Regions from separate parts of the Zea mays genome. Here region 1 is linked to region 2. A link is a contact called in public Hi-C data. All regions are on one chromosome and are shown on one strand. The core of a region is the stretch at or near the end of the contact, and the rest is flanking DNA. Distances in the headings are between cores, read along the strand shown. Region 1 overlaps LOC103643958 (calcium-transporting ATPase 3, endoplasmic reticulum-type). Region 2 holds the start of LOC103643953 (pentatricopeptide repeat-containing protein At3g49730).

The links. A called contact is a pair of places that touch in the nucleus more often than the background predicts.
Region 1: a contact with region 2 is called in a Hi-C map of tassel, with 2.4 times the contacts expected there. The contact joins the enhancer-like site here to the promoter of LOC103643953 in region 2. A contact is called at or near these places in 2 of 25 Hi-C or Micro-C datasets (bundle sheath and tassel).

Annotation. Positions count from the first base shown.
Region 1 is chr1:279,195,783-279,202,013 of Zm-B73-REFERENCE-NAM-5.0, reverse strand. LOC103643958 (calcium-transporting ATPase 3, endoplasmic reticulum-type) reads left to right here. Exons shown (of 34, transcript XM_020546917.3): 30 at 298-446; 31 at 1,154-1,259; 32 at 1,346-1,399; 33 at 1,831-1,882; 34 at 1,954-2,463. The coding sequence ends at 2,018. Among protein-coding and RNA genes, the nearest start is that of LOC103643958, 33 kb to the left of the region's middle. Within about 2 kb of position 4,368, at least 19 of the 20 cell types and tissues checked have an H3K27ac peak or open chromatin away from gene starts, as enhancers often do. A contact at or near this core is called in bundle sheath and tassel, where this site is marked.
Region 2 is chr1:278,566,802-278,573,460 of Zm-B73-REFERENCE-NAM-5.0, reverse strand. LOC103643953 (pentatricopeptide repeat-containing protein At3g49730) reads right to left here and starts at 2,519. Exons shown (of 4, transcript XM_020546911.3): 1 at 443-2,519. The coding sequence starts at 2,444. The coding sequence ends at 657.

The sequences.
Region 1 (6,231 bases), core at 3,119-5,618, 630 kb before region 2:
AATTGGCTTTACCCAGGTATCATATTTTGAAATAAAATAAATTACTCACAACGAAGATCCTAGTTAACAACCGGGATAGGCTCACGCTGCAATAGTACCACAGAATGGCAGTTAGTTTGCATGTGTTCATAGGTCAACTATGTTTCAGTCTATACAGACTGATGTTCGTTGATCTTTCTACATATTATGTTTTCTGCATGGTTGCTGAATGAGTTCATGGTCTAATTTATATTTTTTCTGGTACCTAATATGCATTACTTATTCTATACACTCCAAACTTCTCTCTTACCCTTGCAGGTCAACTTTGATTCATGTTCTACAAGGCAGACTTCATATTCTTGCAGTATATTTGAGGATCGTCATCCATCAACTGTTTCAATGACTGTGCTTGTTGTCGTTGAGATGTTTAATGCCTTGAATAACCTAAGTGAAAACCAATCTCTGCTGTAAGAACTCTTTGTTCTTCATTACTGCCACTATGTTTTAAGGTTTCTGTTAATGGTGTAACCTGTAAGGCTGTAAAAGGTGCTGCTTCCAGTAACAATTTGTTGATGCTTTGGGCACTGAGAGCTTCCAGAATGCCACTATGGCAATTAATTTATGTGGTGTTATATTTAAACCAGTAAGGAGGTAATACCATACTATAACAATTCAGGGAGGAATATATTTATAATAAAATAGTAAAGATATTAATACTTAAAATTTGAAAAGTTTGAAGATCCTGAAATTCACCTGAGTTTGGTTGTAGATAAGAGATTGCCAGTTTGCATCCACTATTTGTGTTTGTGCCTCGTTCATCTTGTCTTTTCACTTGTAAAAGATTCTCGTATGTATCCAATCTAAGGTACTCACACAACCATTGTCCTCGAATACAATGTTTTCTACATCACCCATGAACACTGAAACTTAGGACATAGGTTTTTTATCTTCACAGAGCCAGAAAAATGTACCTCACTTTTTTGTGATTTGAATTATGATATTGGAAGTAGACATTCTTCAAAATCTAGATTTTTTTATGTCCTGTGGTGCATGAAATTCTGCTTGTTTTGTCTTGGCCCTCCCATTCTGTGAGCTTGAGAATAACAGTTCTCTGAAAAGGCTATCATGTCATGTACGAAAATACATCTGTAGTAATGTAGCTTCACTCATGCAGTGTCATTCATCCATGGAGTAACCTGTGGCTTGTTGGGTCTATTATTCTGACCATGCTTCTTCATGTAGCAGTCCTGTACATTGAACCACTATCAGCCCTTTTCTCTGTAAGTAATTTTTCTTTGTTCTTCAGTGGTTCTTTGATCTTATTTATGTTAAAATAAATCGGATAAACTGTGATATACTTATGCAGGTCTCTCCATTGTCGTGGGTTGAGTGGAAAATTGTTCTTTATCTATCCTTCCCTGTTAGTACTCTTTCTACCTTGACTTGTTATGCAATTAATTGTGGTGATACTCTCTCCGGTCAAAAATACTTGTCACATTCGACTTTGGGCAGTCTTCAATGTGTATCTTTTTGACCAGTAATTTCTTCTAGACTTATTCTTAAAATCCTTCTTTATGAGATGTTGCAAGTAAATTTGGATATGAATGCACACAAATAACTTACATGGTTTAAAACTAAATAATTTAGAAGTCATTGACGTTTGTAGTTTTAAGGTTTGACCAAATATTGTCCTGAATGGCATGTCTGTGTGACCAGAGCGAGTATGTGTTTTGCTTATAGCATTGTTTTACGACACGACCATTTGTCGTGTTCTTGTATCTTTTCCTCTTAACATCATTCCAGATCTTTCAAAACAAATGTTTCTCCAGACTAATTTCATCTAATTGTTAGGTAATTTTGATTGATGAGGTTTTGAAATTCTTCTCAAGGAGAAGCCCACGAGGTATGTTCCCTATACAAATACTACAGCAGCTGCTGTTTTAGCCAGCAGAATCTGAGTTTGCTTGTTTGCAGGTCGAAGATTCCCTTTAAGGTTGTGGAGACGTGAGATACTTCCAAAAGAGTCGAGAGACAATTGATTTTAGGCTTCAGCATATCAGATGCATACAATGCAAAGCGAAAAGCTTGTCTTCTGTTAGTATTGAGCCTAATTTTGGCAAATGTTCATGGATGAAGATGACATTGTACAAATCTTTATGTGGCTGATATCTAGGGCCGAGCATCTTCGAGAATAGAGTTCGCGACTACACAATTCATTGGGGGGGGGGGGGGGGGGGGGGGGGGGTTCTCAGAATGCTAGTTTTGCTCAGAAAACATAGAGAAGCTTCGAAAGCCTTCTCACTAGTTATAGACGGTGCTACACTTGTATCAGAATGTCAGATGCTTACAAAAGGATGAGTTCATGCAACACCCCTTTCTCCCAACCAATGAAATCACTGTACGCATCAGGTTCTGTCAAATTTTCAGGGTGACAGACGCCGTTCTGGTATTTCTGCCATTTTATACATCGCAAAAGTTTTGCACCTTGATATTGTTGGAAACAATGGCATGTTCGGCTGAAATTTACAACCACTGCCGCTGCAGGCTGTCGATGTTCTTGTAAAATGAAACTATTTTATATGAACCCAAAGTTAAGGGAGCTACCCAAACAGATTCTAGAAAAAAAAATCTCATTGGTCCTCCCAACCCCGAGCCCCACACGGTTCTGGAGGCTTCGTTCCCATCTACAGAACAGCGAGGCTAATCTACAGGCGATTTCGAGGAACCGGTGTCGATCTCTTGAAGCTTTTATACTTAGCTAGTATAGTTCGTACTACAAATAACTAGTTCAGGTTCTTCCTGGTATTGGCTTCCGGTTCAGATTTCGTGACTTTCTGAAGAAAAGTCACGGGTGACTTTTGCCTTCCGGATGCCACTCAATTCACATCTAGTGGCTGCTGCTCCTCTCAACTTTCTCCACGTATAGCAGTTGTTAGTCCAAAGGAAGATCATAGCCCAAATAAAGCCCAGATTCGGTGAAATAAGACTATCATAAATTATAGAGTGGAGGGATGGAAATTGATTTATATATTTATGTATCTCTAGGTTATGTCATTCTTTTTTTTTGAAGTAAGGTTATGTCATTCTTAGGGTCGCTCTCCTATAGTAGAAATGTAGCATATACATATCTTCTCTATATGGTTAACAATAGTACACAAATATATTCCGTATAAAACCGTATTTTCTTAATTGATGTGTGTCTAAATTAGGATTATTAGAATGAAATTCAATTCTAAGCATCCAAATAGGGCCTTAAATATTTTGTATAGCGTTCATGCTCCAAACAACCAAAATAACCTCAGTAAACGGCCAATATCACAGACATCAATTTGCACAGTTTAACCAAATAATTTTAGCAAGTGACCAAGTGTAAACCACGTTCACCCCAAAATAACAAAATAGCCTTCCCATGTAGCAACAATTGGGCTTCTAGAGGAAGTATCAAATGGTCATATCATCAATGTTTTTAGGTCCCTGCAAAGGCAAAGGAAAAGTTGAAAAAGAAAAAAAATCAATATTTAAACAAATTCTACAAGTTGAAAAGGAAATTGAGGGCTTGTTTGGATGGTGGCCACAAAAAGTTGCCTGGCCCAGGCACCAAGCGTTGGATTTCCTACGCCTGGGGCCAGGATGAGTTGCCTGGCAGGCATTTGCCTGCGAGTCCACCATCAATAGATTGGTGTAGCCAGTGAAACATCGCTGTCCATTTGAGCATCATCTATTGATACTTATGTTTCTACGACACCACTGTTTTTCTCATTGTAACACCTCAAAAACTTAACTTGGAAATTTGGTAAAATTCTCCAAAGGTTTGGAGTTAGAATACCTTTTAATGAAACGTTTCTTACCCTTAAAGTTGTATCCCCTAAAATAAATATATTTTATAATAAAAAGTCAAATGAAAAGATCCTTTGTATCCTTGTTAAATTATATATTTAAACATAATCTTTAAAAGAAATAAGTTAAACGATCTCTTATTAAAGATTTTATTTACCTTTAACACAAATAAGTGATAAATTATTGAATTTTGAACACACTTTTAACTAGACTATATTTTCTTTAAATATAAATTTTGTGTACATTGCGTAGTTGAAGCATTGACTTAAAAGAATAATAAAAGACTATGCATGCTGGAGTTTTATTATTGTCCGTGCATTAGATTTTAAAAGTTTGAAATTCAAAAGCAAATTTGAGTTAAAAATAAGATAATGAAATCTGAAAATAGAAAATAAAATAGAAAAAGAAGGAAGAAATGTGCCTCTGGACCGAATTTCCCTCTCTTGGTCCAACTACCCAACTTCCTGCGTGGCCCATTCAACCCAGCTCAGCTACCGGTGGTGGGCGTGGACCCCACCCGCTAGTCCCTCAGCCCTGCCGACCACTCTCTCCCGTGCACCGATAGCTAGGGCTGGATCGTAATCCTCTCCTATCGTGCATGCTTGACTCGTGAGCCTACTTAGCCAGCGACACGCGATGGGAGACTACGATCGCGTCCTTGCTTCGCTTACATGAGGGACCAGCGCGCCAGGTACGTCATCCTCATCGAAGTCCATCGCTGGGCGATTACAGCAAACCCAGGATCCGCGCGGCCGGTTGTGATCGGCTGGTTATTATCCGATTCGCCTCGCAGGGTGTATATATAAGCCCTGAACCACCTCCTCATCCATCAAATCGAACCATCGCGACGACCCAATTGGAGAGCACCTTCGGTGAGGATCAGAGAGGGAGAAAGGGAGAAGGATAGCCGTCGTCGACATCATTCGCCTCCGCCACCATCCAGAATCCCCAATGTGACTGAAGGCGTTCTGTCAGGTGTATGGTGCGTGCTCGGGGAAGCAGTGGAGTGTGCGGGACCACAGAGCCATGGCAATTCGTCGCCGGTGACGGGAGCGCCACTGCGGAACGCACTTCTCGATGGGCGGAGGACGACGCGATGTAATCCTCGGTAAGAGCACCCATATCGATTTCGCCTTAGCACCTGCATCATTTATCACCTAGTTGACTTTGGGAATCGGGCACCACAGCCCCGAAGCGTGGGAGCTGTGTGGAGTGTTGATCCGAGCACATGTGACTGTTATTAGACGTAGAATCACCCTTCGCACGTTTCAATCCGGGTCACTGGATCAGATCGGGTGGTTCTGATCGAATCCCACTTCATTAAATCGTGGTTGTTCATCCTCGATCCTAGGGCGGTCATCGCGTACCGGTTCAAGCTGAGAAACGTTTAATCGATGTTGTCGATTCAGATCGAATGACGCTGATATACCTATACCCCTTCGACCGCATACACTTACGAAAGAGTCCCTGATCTATTTTTAGAATAATCCACAGTTCAGTGTAGTATTAGATTATTGAATCTAAGTCCTAACAATTTGCAGAGAAAGCCTCGAGTTCCTAGGATTTAGCACTCGTTGTCCTTCTTCATAGAAAAACAAATAAAATAAATTAGGAAATTTATGGAAAATATCTGGAAAACGTTTTTAATTGTAAAATTAATAATGAAATACTTAGAAACTCAGAAAATTCATAACTTTGGTGTTTTAACTCCGAATTTTGTGGTTCTCGAACCTACGATCTCGTAGCGATGCATAGAATATTCTTACACAGTTTGTTCATATGCTTTGGTGTAATGTTAGCATATTCATTATTTGATTTATTGTATGTATTGCTACGAGTAGAGGCAAGGTGGTCGTCTTTTTGGTGTTTTAGCTTTTTTACAAAAGTTTCTCATAAATATGCCTTTTCAGTTTCAATTCAGAAAATAGACCCTTACCTTAGCATCATCATTATTGACGTCGATGTTACTAAAAGGGAAATGTGCCCTTGGGCCATTTCTATAAATGTTTTGGTAATTAGATGTCCAACACATGGTTTTAAGTTAATATGTGCTAAGTGGTTGAGAAGCACAAAATCAATAATCAAGGAGAAGTTTTGGCTAAGTTCAGCAAAACCAACACCAGCCTTTGGTGCACCGGATAATGTTCGGTGCCCAGGCTGGCCCGGCGACGAACTCGTCGCTCTCGGGAAAAAAGCAAAGGCGCCACGGCTATATTTCACCGGACTGTCCGGTATGCACCAGACTGTCCGGTGAGCCAACAGTGCCCACAGCCAACGGTCGGCAGCGCAATCAGCGGGCGACGCGTGGCCTGGGCCAACGATCACTTGGTCGCACCGGACAGTGTCCGGTGCGCCAAGAGGGCCGAGGGCGCAACGGTCGGCTTCGCGAGAAAAGGAAGGAGATCGAGCACCAGA
Region 2 (6,659 bases), core at 1,270-3,769:
AAACGGGTTTCAAAACCCACTGCTTTCAGGAGTAAAAAAAGATAATAATCTGAAACATTGCTTCCACCTTGGCCCTTATTTGGTTACGTTGCAATTCACCCCAATCCACATGTGGATTGAGATGGATTGCAGTGTAGCTAGACAAACCCTTAGGCCCTGTTTGCATAGGAATACACCAGGAATTATTCCAGCTAATCAAAATTTATATAAATGAGAGAAACAATTCGGATAGGAATTGTTCCAGGACTTCATTCTGCAGTAACCGAACGGCCCCTTAATCCACCCCAATACACGTGGATTGGAGTGGATTGAGGTACAGCCAAACAAGGCCTAAGTGCAGATCAAATAAATCACCCGTCATATTCTTCTACCTACAAAAACAGCAATAAACACCTGAATGAAGTTCTAATTTGCACAGTGTAGGTAGGATGAAAATAGTTACCTCCTCATGGTCAGTAACTCTTGGCACACAACTTCACATGTAATCGATGTACCACTTGGCTCTTGCCTGAAACCCAATACATCTTTAGCATAAGAATAATATTATGATGGCAAGGCATGATCACCAGCACTCCTTTATTGTTTAGTAAGTCTATCACTCCCCAAAACAATTCAAATGAACAGAGATGCATTGCCCCCAATGAATTCTATTTCAATTAGCCGGAAAATTCTACTTCATCAGAAGCATCCAAATTGCCAGCATCCCTACTAGACTGACCATGACCAGGCTGCCGCAGATGCCTCTTTTTCTGTCCTCTCCTCTTTGCCTTGAGTTTCTCTTCAAGATCCCTCACCCCACGTCTCTTATACATCTTAAAGCTAACATGTCTCTCCTCCGCCATCTTCCTAACCTTCTCAGTAATCTCAGCAGCAATCTGACGGTTGTACAACTTCTTCAGCCCCTTCATCAACTTTGCAAATGTGTCAGGCTGTGGCATCAGTCCTGCCTCTAGCATGTCTAAGCAATACAGGCAGGCCTCCTTGACATGTTTCTTCGCAAACAGTGCATGAATCCAGATAGTCCATGCACTCACATTGAGCTCACAGCCTTTGCTCACAATACATTTCCAAACATCCTTTGCAAGCTCAAGTTTCTCATCTCTGACCAACGCATTGAGGAGGTCCTTCAGCACCCCATATTGCGGTACCACAAAGAGCCCCCTCCCAACCATGTCTTTAAAATAACTACATGCCTCAATCAGCAAACCCTGCCCAACAAGGCCACTCACCACGATAGCAAATGTATCGACCACAGGACTGAGCCCAGCACTTTCCATCTCATTCCACAATGTCATGGCTTGCTTGGTCTCCCCAAGCCTGCAGGCCAACCGAATCACCACATTGTATATCTTGAGATCTGGTGGACACCGGCACTCCCGCATCCTCTCCATCAGCTCCAAGCACTCCTCAAGCTGCTCCTTCTTCTCGTGTGCTACAAAGAAACCATGGTACACGGCAGCGTCCACCCGCAGGCCATCCCTCGACATAGCATCCAAGAACTCGTACCCCTGGGATATCTTGCCAGCCTTGCAAAACGTGTTAACCAGGGTGCCGTACGTGACAGCATCGGGCGCGCACCCCTTCCTTCGCATTTCCACAAACACGCGCATGGCCTCATCAACTCTCCCCCTCGCGCCAAGCCCCTGAATCAGGGTGGTGTACGACACCGCGTTCGGTGGACAGCCACGCTGCTCCATCTGCCCCGCCAGCTCGAACGCGTCCTCGAATCTCCCTTCCGCGACGAAGCCAGCGAGCAGGGTGTTAAATACGACGACGTCAAGGGCAACATCCGCAGCCTTCATGCGAGCGAGCACGTGCTTGGCCTCGTCGAGCTTGCCCTGACGGCACCATCCGTAGAGCAAGGCCGTATAGTGGCGGAGCGAAAGCGGGAGCCGGGGCTGGAGCTCCTCGACAAGCTGCTCGGCGGTGAGGACGTGGCCGGCCTTGGAGAGGGACTCGAGGAGGGAAAGAAAGAGGGCGGGCTGGTCGTGGTCGGGGCGGGCGGAGAGTAGTGAGAGCGCGAACGGCAGGAGGCGCGGTTGCGGGAGGCGGCGCAGGACGGGGCAGAGGAGGGAGGGGCCAAGGAGTTGAGAGGGGAGCGGCGCGAGTAGGGACGGGGACGGCGCGGAGGAGGCGCGGGAGAAGGACTTGGCGAGGAGCGCTAGGGAGGACGGGAGCGGCGAGGGCAGCGACGGGGAGCACCAGTGGAAGAAGTGCAGCGCGAGGGAGGAGGCAGCGCCACAGCGGCGGAGGACGGCGTCGAGGAGGTGCGGCGAGGAGGCGTCGAGACCCGACGCGGACAGCGCGGCGGAGAGCCTCTGCGGGTCGGAGTGGTGGCGGCGGAGGAGCCGGTACGCATGCTCAGCTGAAGAGACTAGGCTAGGATCGGCGGCGCCGGTGGAGGAGAGACAGCGCCGGAGAGGGGCGGAGAGGGTGCACCGCATGGTCGCGGACTTGCGGAGTGAGGCCGGCTGTGGCCCGTGGCGGACGAGATGCACATGCGGGCGATGCGAAAGCGAAATGCACCCAACGAAAACTGTTGTATCGACAGCAGACCGTTTGCCCCTAAAAATCCGCCTAACCGATTTGTCCAGTCTAAACAAAACTAAGGGCCTATTTGGTTCACTACCTCGTTGTCATATTTTATCTAACTTTTCTGTCTAAAGTTAGTTATTCAATTCGAACGACTAACCTTAGGCAAAGTGTGGCACATTTAGTCACAAACCAAACAGGCCCTAAATTTGGTAGGTTTTATAGATGAAAAACCAGCGGTAAATCATCATAAATCGATGGTTTTCCAAGAAAATGTACTGTTTTACTGTTTTTTTACAGGAAAAGAAATTTTTTAACAAAATTTATTTGTAATTTGCTCAATTCACATTGCACATTAAATATTAATTGATCCACACGACATATGTTCACGAAAATAATATACAACAAACATATTATACAACCACAAACTCCAATTCTCACATGGCGAAATGGGACATGGTTACTAGACCTAAAGACAAGAGGGTCTTGGTATCATAAATACTAGGCTAATGAATGAATGCTTATTGGTTAAATGGATTTAAAGGATTGTTTAGGGATAGGAGGATATGTGGTACAAAATCATTAAAGCTAAGTATATGACAGGGATCAACTTCTTTAAATCTAAAACCAAGGGGGGCTTCTCAGATTTGGCAAGGATTACATAAAGTTAAGGAACAATTGGATCTATACCATTAAAAGATCCAAACTTTAGATATATACCATGGACCCCACATGTCATTGACTCATGTGGACCCACATGTAAGTGAGATAGTAATGGTATGGATCCAAAGTGGTGATCTTTTAATGGTATGGATCCAAATTTCCCAAAGTTAAACATTTGTTCCAATGGGGGTAGTGAACATTGTCCGAAACGGAGAAGGCACTCTGTTTTGGAAGGATACTTGGATGGGAGAGGTACCTCTAAGTATCAAATATCCAAATCTATATGAAATTTGCAAGGATGAAGATGTCCTTGTAGTTGATTGCTTCGATGGAGATAATGGTTGGTTGGAATTTGAGAGACCACTTTCTAATAAGGATTTCAGCGAACGGAAGATTCTTAAATCTGAAATGCAGGATCATGGGATTTCACATGGGAGAGATACAGTGATCTGGACCTTAGAGAACTCTAATATGTTCTCTACTAGGTCGTTGTACAGGTTTATGTTTGATGGGGGGTCAGGAATAATATTTATAACATCATCTGGAAATGCAAAGTTCCTCTTAAGATCAGGGTGTTCTTGTGGCTACTTTACAACAGAAAAATGCAAGCGACCCATGAATTAAAAAAAGGGTTGGAAAAGTAGTGGTGCATGTGCCCTTTGCTGGGAACCGGAGACTATTGACCACATTTTTTTTCTTTTGCCCGTTGGCGAATTATGTTTGGAACTGTATTCACATTATTTTGAACTGGAGACGGACTCCTAGATTGGTAGAAGATATTTTCTCTATCGATGATGTGATGAAGTCACATATCCCTCAATCCCTTCATCTTTTTCTGTTTGCAAGCATAGTCTGGGCCTTATGGCGTAACTGAACAAGATGTCAATCGAAAAAAGTTTCCAAGCAATGCTACTATGATCATGTATGATGCGATTTCTTTCATGCAGAAGTGGGAATGGCTGATCAAGAAGGAGGATTCCAGCAAGATGAAGAACACCATGGAGTTGATGAAGGGTTGTATCCATGAGTACTGCCCGCCCCTAGGAATCATTCGGATATTGCATTTCTCTGATGGACAGAGTCGGTCTCATCCTGGCCTGGGGCAGTTAGCTAGAGCTAGGAGGTGGGGCTTCTGGGAGCTGATCTAGTGTGTTGTCTGAGTTAGTAGTGATTGGGTGTTTAATTGTTGTTTGCGTACAATAAGGTTACTCTCGTTTGGATGTTGGTTTTTTACTTGCCTATGTGGGTCTTATCTGAACTTGTATGAACCTAAATGTTGTTTGTGTTCCTTATGTGCTTTCTTAAAAGCAAAGTGATAAATCTTTCTTTCAAACTCCAGTTCTCATGCAACAAACAAACAACGAACTTCGCAATACTCAAATACAAGTTCTTTTACAGCTCTCCAATAAGGCAACAACATATAGGTCAGCTTATTTCACAATACTCACATGTTCAGCTCGAGTCATAGTGATAGTACTCAGGCATGTTGGAAGCATCATGATATTGTTTCAATCCGTCATAGTGATAGTGATAGGTCTATACAATGAGATACATTAGTGAGAAAATAAGAACGACAAATAAATACTTATTCACGAAGCAAAAATAACATACCAGTGCAGCGGGAACTTGTCCATACCCATATTGTGGTCCTGGTGGATACATATTTGATAAATTTGAATATAGCGGTGGAGGGGTCCATAGTTTCCATACCCATATACTTTATCTGGTGGTCCCTGACCCGGTTGCCATTGCCATGCATAAGGATTATAGACTAGGTCTTGTTCCTAACCCTAAACCATTATCTGTTACAATTTGGACAACGTTCTCTGGCTCAATAATCTTCAAGACATCCTTGATCTCCTGCTACATCAACATATGTATGAGTGGCTAGTAAAAAGGGTGAAGCAATTACGAGTACATACAACATATATGTTGTATCAACATATGTACCTACATTATGAATTTATGGTTCTGGACCTCTCCAGATGCATCAACGGTCTTTAAAAAATACATCATCGCATTGCAATATACCAAAAAGTTAATGATGCTCTTTTGTGTAGGACCAATCCATGAATCACACATTACAATCGCACCAAACTCATTCCACTCAATCTTCCATTTTTCAATCTCCTTTTAAAACTCCTTAACATTTTCATCAAGATACTTGCCATCAATCTCTCGACCAATTGGTAATGTGACCCCCACACCTACATTTAAGGCAACAAGGATATATTAACAACATAGATCAAATACAACAAAATATATTGTGTTATTTGTTACCTTGTTTTGGGACTCCATAATTGCGTCTGTAAAATATTGGTTATCGACCTTTCGACCCGGGATGCCAATGGCATGACAAGTCTTTGCTCAAGCCCTACCAAGAATCTCTTTCAAGCTCCTTCCCTTACTTGTCCAAGGACTAGTATCTCCTTTGTTGCCTTGGTCCAGAAGCTTCAGCAAGATTGTAGTCTCTAACACGCTCAAGTACTTGTTCCCTACTCCTTCCCATCATCCTATCAAGTGTCCCTCGAGATACCCTCTAGCTGTAGGATCCACCACCCCTATCATACCTTGCACCAGCCCTTTGACTAAATTCGTGCTCCACACATGACTGATGCAGAGCTTCTTGAAGTTCATCCTCATACTGATCGTCCCCAAAATGGGTCCGTGCTACCTCATCTGCCCTCAGCTACTGCCTGAACCTAGACCTCTTCTTTTTTCCTCTGCCTTATCTATGTCAAGTTGGAAGTATGTCTTTTATGTCTGGAGTAACAGATGGACATTTCTTGATATTCTTCCCTCTATGTGTGAGATGCTCCTTCAATCGAGTATCACCCTCTTCACTCTTTGTTTCTCTACAATACTTGCATTTGAAACCTGCGCCAACCTTCTCTCCGTGCAACCAGACTCTATCTCTTTATATTTCTCTCTCTATATGTTCATCTGACATGTCTCCTACAGATGTGGCAAAGATAATGCAAGTATGCAACACATTAGTAGCAAATAATATTATCGGCTACATATATAATTAAATATCAATAATACTAACATATATAACTCAACATTAACAATACTAACATATATAACTAGTACTAACTACACATTAACAATACTAATATATAACTAGTATCTAACAATAAATCATCTTCACATAACATCTAACATACACAAATTTGAAACACTAAATCTAAAACATATTATTTTTACTAAATCTGAAACCCTAAACATCATAAAACTAACTTTGAACAATAAATATGTAGTGTAGAATTAAATATGGGCACTAACTTTGGTTTACTGGGTCAAAACACGGTTTACCTTATGCTAGTAGCGGGTAATCGCCGGTTCGAGGCGGTTTACCGTTGGTTTGGCGCCTAGCTCCCAATAGGGCATCAGGTTGGAGTGGTTAACCGGCTGGAGAAGCTGGTTTACCGGCTCAACAGAGCGGTTTACCGGCGCTCGCACGC